2 separate regions of the Camelus dromedarius genome follow, and region 2 is linked to region 1. Evidence: chromatin contacts called from public Hi-C data. All regions are on one chromosome and are shown on one strand. The core of a region is the stretch at or near the end of the contact, and the rest is flanking DNA. Distances in the headings are between cores, read along the strand shown. Region 1 holds the start of LOC105086003 (cytochrome P450 2J6). Region 2 holds the start of LOC105085893 (5-hydroxytryptamine receptor 3C-like).

What was found. Hi-C and Micro-C count contacts between places; a contact is called where the count stands out from the background.
Region 2: a Hi-C map of muscle shows a contact between it and region 1, with 2.9 times the contacts expected there. The contact joins the promoter of LOC105085893 here to the promoter of LOC105086003 in region 1. A contact is called at or near these places in 2 of 2 Hi-C or Micro-C datasets (blood and muscle).

The regions. Positions count from the first base shown.
Region 1 is chr2:51,210,890-51,215,056 of mCamDro1.pat, reverse strand. It overlaps LOC105086003 (cytochrome P450 2J6), which reads left to right and starts at 1,606. Exons shown (of 5, transcript XM_010976366.3): 1 at 1,606-1,774; 2 at 2,196-2,330; 3 at 3,087-3,274. The coding sequence starts at 1,606.
Region 2 is chr2:51,342,205-51,346,951 of mCamDro1.pat, reverse strand. It overlaps LOC105085893 (5-hydroxytryptamine receptor 3C-like), which reads right to left and starts at 2,838. Exons shown (of 11, transcript XM_031455428.2): 1 at 2,809-2,838; 2 at 2,762-2,807; 3 at 1,432-1,461; 4 at 1,296-1,429; 5 at 822-866; 6 at 1-78. The coding sequence starts at 2,838.

The sequences.
Region 1 (4,167 bases), core at 357-2,856:
CCGGCCTAGGTGAGAGCCAGGTGGCCTTGGCCTGGGAGGTTGGGAGGGCCTCCTGACTGTCCCCCAGTCTGGGCCCAGGAGTCATCTGCAGCAATGGGCACATGTGGTGGCAGCAGAGACGCTTCTGCCTGGCGACGCTTCGGGGGCTGGGCCTAGGCAAGCGGGCGCTGGAGCTGCAGCTGCAGGAAGAGGCAGCGGAGCTGGCTGAGGCCTTCCACCGGGAGCAGGGTAAGGAGCAGGCTAGGGCGGGCTACCCTAATCCCCCTACAACACACACATGAACATCCCTGCAAGGAGGCTGAGCCTTGGCGTGTGTGTGTGTGTGTGTGTGTGTGTGTGTGTGTGTGTGTGTGTGTGTGTGTGTGTACAAAGAGGTGGACCCTTTGAGGGTCCAGTAGGGGATTTATGAGCTACATCAACAAATAGGGACTTTCCATAAGGCGGACAGACACGGTCATAGGAACATCCAGTCTGCTGGGAAGCCTGAAGCCCTTCTCTACACGTGGGGAAACGTCTTTCCTCAACATCTCAGGCCTTTGACCCCTCTAAAACTTTGCATGTGCTGTTCCCCCTCCAGAATATCCTAATCCACACTCCTTCCCTCCCTATGAGAAACCACTGCTCCTTTCAGACCTGGTTGACATCATCTGCCTAAGAAGCCCTCCCTGAATTATCCCAGGGACAGCTGTTCCCTCCAGCCTTTGTTCTCAGTTGGGACATACCTGCTCCACATTCTAATATGTTTAAATGGTGTCTGTCTTCCACACCCTCCCTGCAAACCCAGTGCCTGTCACTGAGCCTGGCTCATAGAAGGTGCCCAGTAAGCATTTGTTGAGTGAATGAATGAGGACTGAGTATGAATGGATAAGGCAATGAACGACTGTATACAGATTGCATTAACGCTCAGGGCAGTGCTCTTTTTGCCTCCTCACCCTGGGCCCTTCCCCTCTGCTCTCAGGTAGACCCTTCGACCCTCAGGTACCCATTGTCAGGTCCACTGCCAGAGTCATTGGGGCCCTCGTGTTTGGCCGCCGCTTCCTCCTGGAGGACCCTTTCCTCAAGGACATGATTCAAGCCATCGACTTTGGCCTGGCCTTTGTCAGCACCATTTGGCACCGGGTAAGTTGGCCCTTGGGAAGGTAGGTATGGGGACCATTGGACAGCTTGGGGCCCAGGGCAGGCAGGGCTTCTGCCAGAGCCTGGCAGGGAAGGTGTGAGGTTGGCAGAAGGAAGGCCCAGGGCCTGAATCTGTGTCCCTCAGGCAGCCTCTGCTCAGCAAAATGACACTCACAGCATCAAAACATTTGCTGTGGTTCATCATGGAAGCGTGGGCAGGGGGAAGAGACAGGTTAGATCCCCTTAAACACGTTTCTGGGCCTGCACCATCCTAGCTGAGCCCTGGGTTCAATGTCTGCTACCACTGTTTTCACTTCTGTCTAGATTATTTTGGGAGTGTGGAGGGTCTCCAGATGACAAGCAGGCCTGGGATGCCCACGTCAGAGGTCCTAGCCTGCTTGGCGCCCCCAGCACCAGTCTCAGCTGCCCAAACTCAGGGCCAGCACCTGAGCAGTGCCTGGACGGCCTCTTCCCCTACAGCTGTACGACATGCTCCCTTGGGCCTTCCGCCGCCTCCCAGGCCCCCACCAGGAGATGTTTAGGTACCAGGAGGCTGTTCAGGGCTACCTCTGCCAGGAGATCAACAGACACAAACTCAGCGCCTCTGAAGCCCCCAAGGCCTTCATCAGCTGCTACCTGGCCCAGATCACCAAGGTGGGCCTGAAATGGATGCAGAGGGAAGGGGGAGGCTGTCTTCTTGGCTGCACCTCGTTACAGGGCCAGGGCCTCCATTCCTCACCCTTTCCGCAGTCTACAAGCTGTCAGAACACGCTGAAGCAGCAGGCGTTTGGCGTTTTCTTCCCTGTCTTTTCCCAGGCCAGGGCTGGCTCCTGCGGACATGGGTAGGGTGGGAAGTGGGAGACCTAGGTGATGTCAGGGCCAGCATCCTGGGGCAGTCCCCCTTCCCCCCAAAAGTCAATGTAGTTCTGGGACTCAGGCCCTCCTGAGGGGTCTGATGCGAGAGGAGTTCTTGTCCCACAAGCCTAGGCCAGACTTCATGGAGACACCAGGGCTCTGTAGGGGAGAGCTTCAGAAAGCTCTGCTGTCCCTTCACCCACCCTCCACCCTCCAAACCAAAGACGACCCTGTCTCCACATTCAGTGAGGACAACCTGATCCAGGTGGTGATCGATCTGTTTCTGGGAGGCACGGACACCACGGCCACTACCCTGCGCTGGGCACTCTTCTATATGGTCCAGCACAGAGCCATCCAGGGTAAGGGGCCTGGGTCACACCTGGCTGGCTGCCCCATGCCCATTTCCCCTGAAGCACCTGCCACCATCAACGTCTTTGGTCTGTAGCCCCAGGGGTGGGTCCTGATCTTATCTCTGTAATACAGGGAGTGTTCATGGCTTTAAGTCAGAAGGGTGGGGTGCAGGGTTCTATTCCTACCCTGCTACTTACTGAGTGGTCTCAGGTAAGTATTTCAACCTCTTAGAACTAGTGTGAAGTGAGGTGATATTATTTCACTCTTTTAGTAATGATTCACCAGGTCCTGTGCCGATGTCCACTCATGACCACAATTGTAGAAGGAAAAGATGACAAGAGTTCTCTCAGGGGCAAAATGCCTATGACCTAAGTTCAAATCCTGGCTCCACCAGTTTTGTGACCTTGTGCAGAAGTCCCTGTCCGATTGCAGCCTCAGTTTCCCTATCTGTAAAATGGAGGCAGCAGTTCCTACCCCATAGGATTCTTTGTATATAGAACACCTGGCACATAGTGGGTGCTCAAATCTGGGTCCTTCCCCTTCCCTCAAGTCCCCTCTGGAGGAGGAAACCCTGTAAAATCTAGTTCACAAGCTCTGCCTCAGGGAGGGCCTGCCACTGTGTGACCAGGGGTGACTGTGTGGGTGGGGCGACCTTAAGGTCATGAGCCTCCGCGGCTGTCTGGGTGTGGGGACGAGGAGGGTAGGGTGTGGTGGGGAGCCCGGGCTGCAGCGCCTTCCCGGGACCCACGCCGAGCCGCGCGCAGGGAAGGTGCAGCAGGAGCTGCACACAGTGCTCGGCACCTCTGGGGCGGTCCGCTACGAGGATCGAAAGCGACTGCCCTACACCCGCGCGGTTCTCCACGAGGTGCAGCGCGTAAGCAGCGTCGTGACCGTGGGCGCTGTGCGCCAGTGCGTGACCTCCACTCGTGTGCAAGGCCACCCTGTGCCCAAGGTAGGTGTCCCTATTGTGGCCTCACGCCAGCTCCTGTAGAAAGCACCCTTCACTGGGCTTCTTGCCCAGGACGGCCACCTACTACAGGTTCTGCCTGTCTGCCGGCATTCTATCAATCACCCATCCATCCACCAACCCACCCATCCATCCATCTCTATCTGTGGCATTCTGGACAGAGGGCTATGATTGTAAAAGAATATTCTCATTGAGGGATACTTTTAAATGTGTGTGTTGTTCAGAAATAACCCCTGCAGACATTTTAATGCACCTCTTTTCAGTCATCTTTGTCCACATAATCACATAGTTGTGATTATGCTGAATATATAACTCTGAAACTTTCATTTCACTTAACATATCATTCTGATTCTTCTGCATTACGGTTCTCAAACTTCCAGGTGCATTACGGTTCTCAAACTTCCAGGTACATCACAATCACCTGCAGGTCTTGCTAAAACAGACATGGCTGGGGACCATTACCAGAGTATCTGGGGTGAAGCCTGAGCATTTGCCTAACAGGTTACTGAGTGGTGCTGATGCTTTAGGTCCAGGGACCACATTTTGGAAACCACTGTTCTACATCACTCTTAACGGCTGTGTAAAGTTCCACCAAATGGGTATATTGTAGTTCTTAACCCTTATTGATGACCATTTAGGCTAATTTGCAATATACATGCCTTAAGCATGGTCTGCATTTTGTGTTACATCCTTAGTACCTTAGTACTGATTTCTCACACCTGACAGCCCATCACTTTGGCCATATTCTGTTTGCTAGAAGGGAGTCACTTGATCCCACCCACCCTCAAGGGGAGGGGATTTCACAGGGAAAGCCGGGTGTCAAGGATCATTGGGGAGGGGCATTTTTAAGGAAATAACACATATGTGTAGGTGGCAAA
Region 2 (4,747 bases), core at 1,589-4,088, 130 kb before region 1:
GTTCTCAGCTGTCACAGTGAGTTTGTTGATATCACCACATTCTTCTGGGTCCCAGCTGATAGATGGGTGACTCCAGATCTAGAGCACAGGGCCCAAAGGGATGGTTATATCTGAAACCTGGAGCTAGTTTATGTCAATATCTCCTGCCCTTCCAGTCCCTTAAAAATACATACATATGTATGTACTTTTTTTCTAAATGTATGTACTATGGGTGTATGATAAAACTTCAACCATTCCAGAAAGGTATAATATGAAAAGTAATTTTCTGCCTCCTCAGTTCACTCCAACTCAATTCATACCCCCAACTCAGTCCCAATACTAACAGTTTCTTGTATATCATTCTAGGAAAAAAACAGATATTCCAGTATTCATTTTTATTTATACAGATAGAATCATACTGTGCACATTGTTATGCATTGTGCTTTGTTTGTTTGTTTGTTTGTTTATTAAACCACATTTCCTTTTAAACTCTGATTCCTCTTCCCTTTCTGGTGATAATGTCCCTCTTCTCTGGCTAACAAAATCTTATTGGCCTTTCACTTCCTGCTCAAAGGGACTCTTAAGCTAAGTGCTAGATACATTTGGGACTTGAAGCTGATTTAGGGGCTTCCAACTGTATTGCCCTCCTTCCTGTTTTATCCATCTGTCTTTCAAAGTTGATTGGCATTCCAGAAAGCAATTTGTCACCAGCACTAGCCCCATTCTGGTTGGATTTGGTATTCTCTTGGGCCCTGTCAATTTCAACAAAATGTGATTTTTGCAAACAGAGCCAGAAAATCAGACAAGGAGAAAGAGGGAAGAAGAAAGCTGAGCTTACATACCAACTTTAACCACAGAAATGACGTCCGCAGCTGAAGTTGTGCATACTGACAAAAAAGAATACCCATCCAGGATCATTACTGTCATGAAATTAGGTCCTAGTCTACCCCTTACCTTTGTTTCCTAAGTGGTCCCCTGTGACAGTTCAGCTTTTCAATTGCAAGTCCCAAAAGAAAGGTCAGAAAAATGCAGGTTGTATAGAGAATGGAGGGAAAAAACAGCAGGGGAGCCCACTGGGAATCTGTTTTTTAATAGGTTATTCCCATAAGAGCAAGACTCAAGGACAAATGGTCCCTACAGAAATGTCACTGCAGCATTCCCCTTCATGTCCCTCCACCCCAAAGGTGAACATCTAGCTTGTATAGAATCCATTCAGGGAACTCACTGCTCACCACCGGACAGGTGCAATGTTGGGCTGACAGGGTTCTTGCTTCCTGTTAGCAGCCTATGGGAAGAATGTAGGAGTCCAAACTCGCCACTTCCAGGGTGGCAGACAGGGTGAGGGAGATGTTGACGTGAGTGGAGATGCTATAGTTGATGACTGGACAGAAGTCCTTCTGGTTAAATATAGCCTGGAAGACAGCAGGGTCTACCCCATGCTGGTCAAAGCTGAGCAATTGATGGTGAAAGTGTTTGCCTTTCCTGCAGAGAGCAGAGACCCTGTGAGATGGAATAGGGTTTTTGTGTTTTCTAAGTGAGAGGAATGCCAGGGCTGGGGCCTGAGAATCTCTCTTCAGAGAAACAAAATGTAGGCATGGGGTGAGCATGTGAGCCCCTCCTTCCTGGGCCAAGACTAACAAAGGCTACTTTCTTCCTGCCAAGGCTGGGGAGGATGGGCTGGGCTGGTAGGCAAATGGTGGAAGTCGATGTGGTGAGCTGAGTCAGGGCTCAGACCATTCTTCCTGTGCTTTTGCTCCCATATAGGCCTACCCATATCTGTATGCAAACAGCCTCTCTAGGGAGGCCTGTGCCTTTCATAGTCTTAACTCTAAAGTTTTGGTTTTGTCTGACCATGCTTTTTTCTCTCTAGCTTATGATTCTACCTCACAGACACCAACAAAATTCCCCTAAAATTTTGTTTCTCAATATTCCCTTCCCACTTTCATGTTTTCTCATTTCCTAAAGGAAAAGTTTGGAGAGAAGTAAACATGAGTGTGGTGTAATATGGGTGGGGACTTAAGGAATGTAATATTCAGTGTGAGTTTCTTGACTACTTACAGTGTTCTGTGCTCTGTGACCTTCTTCAATCCAATGACTTCCTCCAAGATCTGTGGGAGGCATTTCCAGCATCTTCAGCTTGACAAGACGTCACTGATCATCCACTATGTGGTTGATGGAGCTGGATGATGAAACGTAAAAGCCCTTCTGGCCACCTCGCCTGCACCCCAAGCCCAGATGCCTCTGTGGCTATTCCTGTAGTCATAGCCCAGCAAGTTCTCTCCCGTTCTCGTGTCTCTTTTACTGTTCCCCTATACCACTTACTGCACAAGGCACACCTCCAAACTAAGGAGAAACATATCTCAGGGGAAGCAAATGTCATCCTTTCCCCTCCACATCCCCTCCTCTACAAGATCTCCCCAAGTAAGGTGGGGAAGGAATTATGTTACTGTCAACAGGACCCAAGCTACCCTGTTCATAGTTACTAATCTTGGTAGAAAGGGAAAGTTGAACATCATAAAGGGATGGGATCAGAGAGGTGGTAAAATGGGAGAATAGACAAGTTGGTTGATACTTATGCAGGCAAATAAGAAGGGGCTGCGTGTATCGATCAGTGAGAGGGGTTTTTCATCTGTCCCCAAAGGAAGACAAAACGTAGATACTACATAGAAAGGAAGTGTTTAACCCAGCTATTTTAGATGCTTTCTAGTTCTGGGGATGAGAGGGTTTTCAGATTTTTCCCAGAAAAGCATTCCTATCTTTCCCTGTTCTCTCCCCATCTTACCTTGAAGCATAGGGCTGACAATGAGGCAGACGAGGAATCTGCCCCCACCCTCCGATGGCAGACCACCCCCCTTCCATCCTCTTCTTCTGGACTCTTCTCTGGGGACTCACCTGGAGCCCCCAAACCCTGGAGCTTAAAGGAGTCTGGACCACACCTTGGTTCCTGGTTTTGAATACTGCTCATGACAGGTGACCACTCCTTGGTGAGAGGCTGTGGCCAGAGAGGTCACAGCAGAGTGTCCTGCTCTGACTCTGTCCAGGTGTGCTTTCTGGTCTCCAGGAGGAGAGGAAGTTGGGCCAAGTCTAGGAGAGAAGTATCTGTTTAGCAGCCTTGTCTAGATAGGTGGTTTTGAACCTGAGTTACAAGGACCTTTCAGAGAAAATGCGGGACTTGGGAGATGGGGCAGGTGAGGTCATTGATAAAGGGTCTCATCAGGTCCTTCTGGAACTAAATGTGCCTCAGAGAAAGGGAGTGGACCCCTGGGAAGGGGATGGGTATTCTCTCTTGTGGTGGGGACACTTGCTAATTTTGCAAGGCAAGACCATGTAATTATTTTATTGCAGACCTAAAAATATATCCTTTACCCAGCTATGGACATTAGGGATTACTGTCAGTACTGGTTAAGATGCTTGCTTGAGAAGGTAAGCTCCTTTTTTGTGACATAAACCTAACAGAATCCTGTCCCTGCAGCTAGCACCACCATCCAGATCTGCATCATCCCTCATCTGTACTATGGGAATAGCTTCTTCACAAGGTTTCCTCTATCCAGTTTCCCCCAATCTAATCCTTTATTTTGCCATTTCCCCTAAAACAGGACTCTCCTGCTTATCCTTCTTTATCTAATGTCTCTAAGGACCTGCACCCTGGCACCATCAAGTAATGTGTGTGAGTAGCAAAATCATTTGATAAGCTTTTTTAAAATACCAGCACTCACACCATCCCACTCCAGTGGAGGGCTGTGTGTTTATTTAAAAGCTCCCCAGATGGTTCTGATTCACACTCACTTTGTTGAAAACCTTTGAGCTGGGCTATATTGAGATACCACAATCACTTGATATTGATACACTTAAGGTACAGAACATTAACACCAGGATCTTTCATGTCACCCTTTTATAGCTACAACCACCTCCTTCCCCATTCACTCCACCACTTGGCAACCATTCATTTGTTCTCCATTTCTATACTTTTGTCATTTCAAGGATGTTATACAAATCAAATCATACAGATATAACCTTTTGGGATTGGCTTTTTTCACTCAACAAAATTCTCTGCAGCTCCATCCAGATTGTTACACATATCAGTACCCACCCCCTTTTCATTGCTGAGTAGTATTCCATGGTGTCGATGTACCACCATTTGTTTATCTGTTTAACTGGTAAAGGACTTCTAAGTTTTAAGGGAAAACACTTATTTCCTCTATTTTACCCACAGGACTTCAAACACCAAATATGTGGGGTTTCCCCCCTCACATCAAGCAATTCTGACATTAACTACCCAGGGTTAGTGCAGACCCCACAGGTAAAAGTCTCATCCCCACAAGACTGCTCCCTACTTCAGACACGTCACAAACCCAAGCTTCCCATAATTCTGAACAACTGACTATGAATTGGCGGTTCCCATAACCCCGTCCTCAGGTTTGACAATTTGCTTTAGTGGCTCACAGAACTCATGAAAATACTTTTGTTTACTGGTTTATTATAAAGTGCATAATAAAGGATACAGATAAACAGCCAGATGAAAAGATATACAGGGCGAGGTCTGGAAAGGTCCTGAGTGCCAGAGCTTCTGTGGAGTTGGGATGCACCACCCTCCTAGCCCCAGCATGTAGCTGTGTTTGCCAATCCAGAAGCTCTCCAAACTCCATAATGCAGGGATTTCCTATGGAGGCTTCATTACATAGGCATGATCACTTACCAACTCAATCTCCAGCCCCTCTCCACTCTGTAGAGGCTGGGGATTGGAGCTGGAAGTCTCAAGTTTCTAATC